Regions from separate parts of the Anas platyrhynchos genome. Here region 2 is linked to region 1. Evidence: chromatin contacts called from public Hi-C data. All regions are on one chromosome and are shown on one strand. The core of a region is the stretch at or near the end of the contact, and the rest is flanking DNA. Distances in the headings are between cores, read along the strand shown. Region 1 overlaps CREB5 (cAMP responsive element binding protein 5). Region 2 holds the start of CREB5 (cAMP responsive element binding protein 5).

What was found. Hi-C and Micro-C count contacts between places; a contact is called where the count stands out from the background.
Region 2: a contact with region 1 is called in a Hi-C map of subcutaneous adipose tissue, with 2.2 times the contacts expected there. The contact joins the promoter of CREB5 here to the enhancer-like site in region 1. A contact is called at or near these places in 4 of 8 Hi-C or Micro-C datasets (F1 follicle, skeletal muscle, small yellow follicle and 1 more).

What each region holds. Positions count from the first base shown.
Region 1 is chr2:123,696,601-123,702,069 of IASCAAS_PekinDuck_T2T, forward strand. The region is part of intron 5 of CREB5 (cAMP responsive element binding protein 5); the gene reads right to left. Among named protein-coding and RNA genes, the nearest start is that of CREB5, 150 kb to the right of the region's middle. Within about 2 kb of position 4,006, at least 1 of the 8 cell types and tissues checked has an H3K27ac peak or open chromatin away from gene starts, as enhancers often do. A contact at or near this core is called in subcutaneous adipose tissue, where this site is marked.
Region 2 is chr2:123,845,849-123,851,445 of IASCAAS_PekinDuck_T2T, forward strand. It overlaps CREB5 (cAMP responsive element binding protein 5), which reads right to left and starts at 3,191. Exons shown (of 11, transcript XM_038174831.2): 1 at 3,064-3,191.

The sequences.
Region 1 (5,469 bases), core at 2,756-5,255:
CTTTCTCCATTGTGTTTCTAACAGACAGAAAAGTAGGCTGAAATTGCAAAATCCAGATTAAAAGAACAAACTCATATGCTGAAATGAAATATGTGCTGTGGAGCACAGTATGGTAAGCACTGAATAATGGTACACAAACTCTAAAACAAATTTTAGTCTTCTCTTAAACTGTCAACATCATGCAGTTTTGTTAGCCCTCATCTTTCTTTTTCCAGCACAATAAGAATAATTAATAGTCAAATGAAACTTTTAAAATATAAGCAAAGCTCTGGGACTCAGCTCCATGTGGAAGGGAAGATTTCTGGAACTCAGATCACACTCAATACAGCAGCATCAATTCACAGTGCTATTTGATAAACACACACATGCGGTCACTTGCTTTAAAGATGTGTCCATGTTTGTTAGTAATCCAGCTAGTAATATTTCCTCCATGAAAATTAAATGAAATAAAACATTTGCTGGATAAATTGGCTTTAGCTTTGAAACTCCATGAAGGAGCACAGATAGCCAAGCAATTCTACAGGTCCCTGTTCATCCTCAGGCACACAATTTACACCATTAAATCACTAGCAGGATGATGAGAATTCACTACCCAATTGGTACCATTTTAACTTGGCTCTATCCAAAGGTCTGAATTTAATCAACATCCAACACCTTGACACTGAAACTACAGCCTCTTTTATTATAGATTAGAATTTTTCTACGTTTCTTACAAAACAACAGAGGCTACAGCAAGGAGACTGAGATGTAGCCACAACTCACGGCCAGCATGTGATTCCCTGATTTGCAGACTCCCGTAGAAATACAACATAATGTTTACAGTGTAACAAGTCAGCCATAAGAATTAGAACTCTGTTGTTAATGACATAAAGCTATTACTTTATTTGATATATTATTTTAAAATGTTAAAAAAAAAAAAAAAAAGCAAAACAAACAAAAAAACTATTGTCTTTTTTTTTTTTTTTCTTGTTTGTTTTGTGATGGGAGTTCAACAGGAAATCCTAGTTCGATTTCCTTCAGAGTAACTTCTCCAGCCACAGACTCATTATCTGAGAGATCCTTTCTGAAACCAAGTGAGGTCCATCTGTACTCACTTATGTTTTTAGGATTTACATACTATGTTTAGTCCTCCAATGCTTTTCTTCTGGAAAAGAATGACTATCTATTATCTCTAAACATACTCAAAACAAACAGACCTCTCACACACTCATTCAGATCTTTCAGGACTCTAAGAGGAAAATACCTGCCTTTTACTGACATTAAAGCCAGAGTTACACCATCAGTTTTACTGTGATGATAAACAAAAGAGAAAATATTTCTAACTTCACTTCCACATTCTGTGGTGCAGGATACTGCATTACTTTCAAGACTAGTTTCTAAGAATTGAAATGCACGGCTTTTCTAATCTGACATCAAATGCAGAATCAAATCTACCTAGAAAACATTCACGTGCTTGAAAATACATTGCGGTAAGAACATATTCTACACAAATTGTGCCTGCTGGATTTGCACTTGGCAGCACTCATTTTCTGGGACACCCTCTAACGTGTAGAGCCTGCTCCTTCCACTATGCAAAACCAAGGTGTTCATGCTTGTCCTCACTGACTATAGCCCATGTCAATGAGGCACTTCTGTGAATTCTTTACTGAAAAATACCACTGCCATGCTGGCATCCCTGCTGACTTTTCACATAAGGGTAGAAGACAAACTTTTTGTTGAGAAATGAACCACAGTAAGCTCAATTTTTAAAATCCCAACAAAATAGATTTTAATACATTTAAATGAGAAAAAAAAAAAAAAAGAAGAAAAAAAAAAAAGGATTTATTATGGAAACAGGATAAACAAATTAAAACAATGATGACTAACTCATCTGAGAACCTGCAGAGTTCACTTTATAGCCCAAGATTCCCTCTAACCTGAGTGGAAACAACTGTGAATTCAGCTGAATAGCTTTAATGCAAAAGAAGTAGCACCTGGATCAGTTTCCCAACTTAACTGGGATGTTACTTGCATTCTTTATGTTTCAAACCCTGGGATTTTACCATTTCTCTCCTTTCTTCCCCAAATTTTCCCTTTGTTTCTTCCTTCCATTCAAAGTGAATTTAGTTTCTAGGATTTTGAAGTTTTCTACTGTTTTTGTCCTCCATGTTCATGATTCTGTGTGTTAATTATTCTGCACAGAGATGCCAATCTGAATTCAGCTTGAAACCACTTCAGGGCTTATATATTGTTGTAATTGCTTCATAACTGGAACATATGCCTCACCACCCCGCACGTCAATAGTTGCAACATCATTTTTTTTCTGGCTTTTACCAATACAATTTTACCTCTTTCATATTTGTCCAGATTGCTGCTGCAAAGACCTTTTTGCTAACCCTTTGCCTTGAATATGCCAGCTGTCTCATTGTCCCTTAATTAACTCAATCTCTCCTCCTGAGAAGCTACTTTCTTTCATTTTCATGACCTGTGGTAACCATCCTCCCCACACTTTCCCTAACCTGTTTTCATTAATATTAAAAGTCAGCTCCAGATCAGTCCACCACGCCATCCTAATGCCTCTCAGTGCTTCTGGATAGCCAGCCACCTTCCTGACGCATCATTATTTAAGAATGCTTGCACCTTGAAATCAAGCAGACCACTGCAGAAGCTTGCTGTCAGCCTGTGACCACTTACCACTATTCTCAAGCCTTCCTTCTACATTGCCGTATTGGGCTGATGAACTGCTGCTGCTTCTAGAAATTTTTATTAGTCCCCCCAGGCACAGTCTTGCATTTTTTAATATTGAATTTCATTCCATCGCCATTAGTTCAGTACTCAAAGCTCATCCAGGTTTTTTCTTGTTGGATTTTTTTCCCCTCCTTTTTTGTATGATATCCAGGTCCTTCTCTGTATTGCCAATGTCTCCAAACCCTGCGTCACCAGCAGTACTTGTTATACTTACATTACAGTCATTAAAGAAAATGTGAAACAAAATCAGGTCTGTACTGAACACCACATAGCTCCACACAGAACCTCCTCCAACCTAATGCCTTCCTCTTCAAACCATCCTGGTTCTTTCCCCTCCAGCAAACCCCGTTTTTACACAAGCTAGATGAAGCCTACCTGCCCTGTTTCCTAGAGGAGATTCTCCCACATTAGCTGTGGTTCTTGAGCAGCCCACAGCTGTCAACAGCTTTTACTGAGTGCACATTTGTCAGCATGAGTAACAATGCAGGACAAAGAGTTTGCCTCTGTTTACCAATTCGTTCTTTACTTCAAGAGCAGCCATGCCTGAAATTTCTCTTAGCTGACAGAAGGGGATAAGCAACCTTTCGGAAAGGTTTTAAGAGGAGAAATGTTGTAATTACAATGTAAATAAGTAGTATGAATACTACCGAAATGTTTAAGTCACATTTCAGATGTCTTCTGACTCTCACTGCTGTATCAGAGGAATTTTACATCCGTGCCCCAAAGAACTGAGAAGCCCTCTGTGTCATGCTATCCTGTGCTTACCACACTCATTACTGGGAAGTATCATTATGCAGAACTTTGGCATTCCTAAAAGAGATTTCAGGAATGCCACAGCAAAAATGGATGGTTTGTTTACTTGATTAATGCCACGATCTATGATTACAAATCTGTCTACTGTAGCTTTCACAGGAAATTATTTCAAGAACTTCACTTCTGGGTGTTGCTTAACATCCAGTACCGACTCCACTATAAACTCACACACATGATTTATCTGGTGGCCAGCATGTGTGGGAGGAAAGATCTAGGAGTCTGACAAGACTCTTTACTCCCTGTAACTTTCAGGCCATCACATGTAGAAATCTAGACTGTTTCACTCCTAAGCCTGTTTGTAAATTCTCAGCCAATGCAAACTATTAATATTGAGCTAAGTGAGTGCAAAATGAAAGTGATTAGGCACATACTTTAAAAAAAAAATTATACGCACATGTTTTACTAGCTCTAAATGTTAAACCAGCCGATTACATCATACCAACACAGTAAAAATGACTCCAATGTAACCAAGGGAACTGTTTTTGCTAAATAACAACTGAGTCCCTTCATTTAATCTGAATTCACACAAGATGCAAGTTTAGCTTAATCTCACTTCACAGAAATCTCATGCCGTAATTCCACGGTGGCTGTTCAGACCGGCTGGGATGCTCTTGCTGTTGGTTCGTAGGGCAAAGCTCTCTGGGGACTGTGGCAAGGCTTTCTCAGATGAGGGGCCCTTGTCTGTTGTATTTACTATTCTTGGTGGCCTGCCAGCAGCCCCAAATTTGGCAAAGTTCAGAGCACAATCTGCAGTTGCGTTGCTTGATTATTATTAATATTATTATTTTTATTGGTTCAGTTAATATGTTTCCACTTTGTTGTATCTTAATTCTGCTTTAGTTGTCAGCGTTGCCTAGTCTGTATCTCCAGCCTGAAGCAAGGTAAGGATGGGCCAGGGGCAGCCACCACAATTGTCATCTAACTGTTCCCCAGATTGGCTAGTAATATTCTTGTTCGTCTATATTTTAGAGACCAGTTCATGAAACCTCTATTTAGTTTCACCTGATTTCCCATCTGGTCAATGTTTTCATAGTGTTCAAACAAAAGGTATTAAATATTTGTAATCACGGTTAAAAGAAAAGGAAGCTGCAGATACCCAGAAGCATCTTCAGGGATTTAAACAAATGGTAGCTGACCAGGTAAACACAATGCAAACTCAGAGTTAATTCCAGGATGTGTCTGGTGTGATTTCATCTGCCTTACTGCTATGTTCATAATACACATATGTAGGGGCATGTATCTCACAAACGCACACTGAGATAATAGATAGTATCACACAGAAGACATTATACATTTATTATAAATGTAACTATGTAAAAAAGAAGAAGATGACTTAAAAAACTACTGCAGGATGAATGACATTAAAACTTATGTTTATAGTTGCATTTTCATTTTCATTCTATCCCCCCCCCCCTTTTTTTTTTTCAGATACTTTTAAAACCTTCCAAAACTATCCCTTTTTAGGCTGAAATACTGCAGGCCTGGTCTTTGCCAGATAATGAATATTTTAAAAAATATTTCCTTAAACCACTTTGTCTGTCTTTTATAAGGACAGTGAAAAGTGTAAAGAGTTCTTCAGTTAGAAACCCTGGGAACTGAAAGTTGAACTTTGCCATGAAAACAGTTCACTAAAGAAAAAAAAAAAAAGACTTTAGAGGGTATTGATAAAAGTTAGTTTTCATTTGGCAAAACTCTTCAGAGTTCTGTTTTGTTTAGGGCAATTATGTTTTCCACAAGTTTTCTTGCTAAGCTTTTAAATCATGCACCTAAGAAAAACAACTCTATTTTTCATTTCAGCTAACCTGGCTTCTATAAAATATTTATAGGGACTAAGAAAAAGGTCTGTAAACTGCTGTAAACTGCAGTGTTAGTGAATTTAGAAAGAAGCACAGATGAGAGAGACAGTCTGATATGCAGTCTGGAGCTCAG
Region 2 (5,597 bases), core at 1,941-4,440, 150 kb after region 1:
CACCGCTATCTTTTATACTATCTACATACGCAGTTTGCTTCCCTTTTATATTAAATTAGCAGAAATAGAGTTCGATTAATTGAAGCTAAAAGATGAGCAGATATTTTGAATAGGGGGTTCTGATTGTTCTAAATGTGTAAAGTTTTACAAATCCTGCAGTTGTAACTTCTGGAGGAGTGCCATTCAATATTCAAGAGTGGCAAACAGAGCTTATTGCTTTTTTTATAGGTTAATGTGAAACTTTTTGATATTAACCGATAGCCTGAGAGTCTCCAATTAAAACAGTAACACTTGGAGATGGCAGCAGTTTCTTTTTTATGCCATAAATTAATTATTTCTATTTCTTGCTTCAGTGCATTTTAAGTTTTGAGACTTTGATGATCTCAACAGATGCAAACAAACATAAATCCCATCTAAGTTAACGGGGCAGCAAAAACATCCCAAAGTCTGTGGGCAGCAGTAGGTATCAGCTCTTCAAGGTCCACGTGTGATGAAGAGGAATGAGAAATCCCTGGTTAGTTATCATAAAAACAGGCTCCTTACCATTATCTGTAGAGTACAACGAGGTCCAAGTCGCTTTGTTCAACCACCACACCAACTGCTCTTTCTAATTCGTGACTTAAAAAAAATATTAAAAAAAAAAAAAAAAGCCACACTTCCAAACACTTCCCTTTGCCAGTGATAGCTGAGGGAAAAGCTACCCAGAGCTTTTAGGCTTCAGTAACGAAGGCCATCAGAACCGTGCTTCATTAAGGGGGTGGAAAACAGCACAGTCAAGAGTCAGGTCCCAGGGTGCAGTGTTTTGCCCCTCTCGTCCTCTCCTCCGGCTCACCGGGTCTTTGAGTAAATGAGGCTAATTTTTCCAGTAGCCTTTAACTCCCCAGATTAACCGGCATGGAAAATGTGACTAAAAACTCGCAGCGCTGTCTAGCCTCCGAGCCAGCACAGAATCAACTTTGTTGGAAGTGTTGAAGGACACCTAGCAAGCTGCTACTTGCTGGGTTCATAACCCAGCGCTGGATGTGCACACACAGCGCAGGACTGCGCCATCTAGTTCGCTGCCGGCAGCCCCTGCCCTGCCCTGCCCTGCGGGGAGGGGACGGACGGACGGACAGACGGACGGAGGGATGGATGGAGGGATGGATGCCTCAGGATGCGGGGCTTCAGCACTTGGCAGCGTTCCGTTCGCTAACGATACAAGTGTCTTGTGCGTGCGTGGTGGTTTTTTTTTTTTTTTTTCATAAAATATCGCCACCGAGATAATCCACGTCCCGTGGATATGGGAAAATTTAGGCTATAATAGCGCGGCGAACTTGTGCATCTATCTTTGATTTACAAGATAAAAGCAACTTTTAAATTAAAGAGCCTTTCTGCTAATCGAGCTTATTATGCCAGAGACGGGAATGATTTTCCTAGAAAGTTGTCCCTGTGTGCATGCCTATTATCTTTGCTTTCCCCCTTCCACTAATGAGCATTTATCTAAAGAGCCTGTTAATCCTCTGATGTGTGCTTCTGGTCAGAGGTAACAGTTTGAATAAAACCACTAATCACTTATCACTAATCACTGATCATTAATCACACTTCTCCCCGGTGCTTTGCGACCTGCACAGCTCCCCTTGGGATTAAGGAGTCACAAATAAGGATTTTAGCCATTTCTTAGGAAGAATTCCCAGCTTTTGATACCGGCAACCGCATTCACCACATGAAAGTCACGAAATGCCAGGCGGGGGCTTTCATACACCGTACACTTTCCTACTGAAAATAAACCATCCTCTTAGGAAAGCCTCCCTCCTCCCGCAAAACCCCCACGAATTACGCTTCACTTTTGCCTTCGGCTCTCACCCTCCGACTCCCAAATTTCTTACAGCCCGGTTTCTGGATTATTTCTGCGTGACAGTTCCTTACAAGAAAGTTTCCCTCCACCGCTGCTGCTTGACGCACTGCTCCTTGTCCAAACGGCCAGACGGGGAAAGTCTGGTGCAAGCCAGCGGGTGAGGATCTCTGCAAACTGCACGGTCTCAAGGCAAAGCCCCAGCGAGATGCTTCGCAGCAATTAGCAGCCTTCCCCCCGAGCTTTGATTGCATCGGGCTAAGCACCGCTTCTCGCCGATAAAATATGGAAATCTTTTAAGCTGGCCGCTCAGCAAACTCCTGATATCGCTCTGGGGTTTCAAAGAAACGCACATTTTCCCCTTTATTCCTACCCACTCCTTCGCACGACCTCCCTCTTTCCGACTGAGCCCCGGAGCCGAGGGATCGCTGCCGGTGCCGGGACACAAATAATGGAGCAGGCAGAGTTGAGCGGGTCTCCCCCCACACCCCCGCGGCTCTCAGCCTCCCCAAAACTCCTCCGGGGGCACAGAGAGACCCCGGGAAGAGGCAGGGGGCGCGGAGCTGGCCGGGGGGCGACGAGCGGGGCTGGAAGTGGGGTCAGTGTAAGGGGGTCCTCTAAGGGATCTCCCCCGCCCCGGTGCCGGCGGCATCCCAGCGGAGCATCCCCGGGGGGCACCGGCCCGCGGCGTGACGTGAGGGCCGGCACCGGGATCTCCCCGCGGGCACGGCGGCCGAGGGGCGCCCACCGCTGCTAAAGTCGCCCAGAAGTTTTGGGGAGCCGGCGGGGAGCTGGGGGCAGCTGTCAGCGCCGGGCAGCGCCTTCCCCATCCCATGCCACCCCTTTCCATGCCATCCCCATCCCGTGACACCCCGTCCCGTGCCGTGCCATGTTATCCCGTCCCATCCTACCCCATCCCGTGCCATGCCATCCCATCCTACCCCATCCCGTGTTACCCCATCCTACTCCATCCCATCCCATGCCACCCTACCCGATCCTACCCTACCCCATCCCCATCCCCATCCCCTCCCCTCACATCCCATCCCCAGGTGCCGTGCGCCCCCTGCCCCGCCGCCGCTGCCCTGCCCCTCGGGGGTCGCGCACGCCCCCTTCTCCGCGCTCCGTCCCGCCGGAGCACCAACCCGTGCGGCGGCGGCGGGCGGGGGGGGGCTGCGAGAAGCGACCCCCGGCGCGGAGCCGTGCGGGGCAGCGCGGTGTTTGCAGGAACTTACCGCCCGGCACGGCGCGGCGCGGCGCGGCGCGGCGCGGCGGGGACGGGACCGGCGGCGCGGGCGGAGGAACCACGTTGTACTGAGGGAAGGTTACAATGCGTGCTATTTACAGCACCATTACATCACCCGCCGTGACGTCACGTGGGATTCCTGAACTTCTAAATCATTGCGGGCCGGCGCGGGGGGGGGGGGGGGGCGGAGAGGGGAGGGAGAGGAGGGGGACGGGGAGAGAGGGAGAAGGCGGGGTCTGCATAAGCCAAGCCCCCGCGGGGTGAGTCATCGGGAAGGGAGGGCACGCCCCCTGCCTGCCCCCCTTCACCCCCCCACCCCCGCCCCGTGGGGACGTCTGTCCTGCCGGCCGTCTGTCCGCGGTGGGCAGCTTCCAGAAGAACTTTTTCTTTTCCTTTTTTTTTTTTCCTTTCCTTTTTTTCCTTTTGTTTTTTCTTTTTTTTTTCTCTTTTTTCTCTTTTTCCTTTTCCGTTTTTTCTTTTCTTTTTTCCTTTTTCTTTTTTTCTTTTTTCCTTTTTTTTCTTCTTTCCTTTCTTTCTTCTTTTTTATATTCTTATATTTTTTATATTTTTTCCTTTCTCCTCATTCCTTTTTCCTTTTTCCTCTTTTCCTTTCTCTTTTTTTCCTTTTTCCTTTTTCTTTTATCTTTTTCCCTTTTTCTCTTTTTTCCTTTTTCTTTTTCTTTTTCTTTTTCTTTTTCTTTTTCTTTTTCTTTTTCTTTTTCTTTTTCCTTTTCTTTTTCTTTTTCCTTTTCTTTTTCTTCTTCTTCTTTCCTTTTTCCTTTTTCTTTTTTATTTTTTCCTTTTTCTTTTTTTCTTTATTCTTTATTCTTTTTCTTTATTCTTTTTTCTTTTTCCTTTTTTCTCTTTTTATTTCTTTTTCTTTTTTTATTTGTCTTTTTTCATTTTTCTTTCTTTTTTTCCTTTTTTTCTCTCTTTTTTTTTTTCTTTTCTATTTTCTTTTCTATTTTTTTTCCTAGAAATAGAGGAATCTCCAAAAAGGGGATACATAGCAGAGGGGGAGACACACCCCACCCACCCCTCTTTGCCCAGCCCTACATGTGTTCTGCCAGCCCCACAGCACTGCCCCTGGGGTGGCAGTGTGCCTTCCATCCCCTTACTCCCCCAGTGTAAAACCCCTTTTGGGGTTTGCTTGTGCCCAGAGCTTATCCTGGCTCATAGAGCTGCAGCCCCGAGCCCACAGGTTCCCCTCACACAGAGATGCTGTGCCTGAAGGGACACACGGGCATCAGCCGGGTGCTTGCTGCTCCGGTGCCAGGGCCCCGCTTTATTTCCCTGCAGGGCTTTAGCCCCTGGCGTGAGCAGTGAGGAAACCTCAGCATTACAATGCAGGCTCTTGGGATCTGCACAGGCGCTGCTGGGTTTGGCACTCAGTTAACACAGGAGAGAGTGATACAGCAGGCAGTGCCACAAGCAGGAGCTACATCACAAATGGCAGTAATACGGGGCGCTACTCCCAGGTGTACCCTTCTCCTCAGGGTATCTAATAGTTGTCCTCAGCACTGGCACTTTATGCAGGATTTAAGCAGGTAGAAGTAGATCCTATCAGTGACTATCAATAGGTTTCGAGCTCATTCAGCTGCTTAGGGTAAGGCTCGGTGATGCTGTCCCTAGAAGAGTTTTGCCAGGTGTTATCCCTGCAAACTGCACATCAAGGCGTGCAAGGCATCTTCCTTCTGAACATCCCAAAATGATAAACTATGGCGATGACTAAACTAAGAATCACAGTTACTTCTGCCACACGGGAAGGTTTTTAGTATACAGAAGCACCACGGAGTTATTTAAGGACGTGGCAAAAGATTTAAGGGCAGGAAGCAGCTCTGCATCTCTCGTTGGAATATCACCACACAGTCTGGGTACCTGCACCTTTCACAGACGCACAGCAGGGCTATCTCTTACTGTGACTTTTCCTGTGGTGGGCACAGCAGTTCCTTCTGCAGGTTTCTCTCTGAGACCAAAATGAAACCCACGATGGAGAATTCAGCTGCCAGAAAAGGGTAACAGGGCCCAACCCCTCAGATACCCATGTAGTTGGGATGTTATGGCAAACTGGACACACGTAGAAGAAAAACAAATGCTAGATGGAATATGAGCCATAGTTTCATGTTACTGACCTACTGGTGTGGCTTTCTTACAAATGATATTACAGACCACCAGTGACAGATTATAGTGATTAAATAAGACTTTGGGTGTGCAGTGCACTTTAACTTAAGAAATTGCATTTAAAGTCCCTGACTTGACCACTCTGCATATCTTTTCGCCCTGTCCAGAGTGTTCGTGGAAAAAGACTTTAACAGCAAGATGAAACAAGACCACTGCCTGAGTCAGATCAGTCCTGTTACGTGCCCCAGACCTATTTGGACAAACGCCTGCCACTCACTCGAGCAGCCGGGTAGCTCGCTGCAGCGCTCTGAGTGTCTGCCACGGGAAGGGGGTGACGAATGCTCTGGTACGTGTCAGCGCTGGTTTTCACTGACAGCAGAGCAGAGTGACTCTGGATTCCTG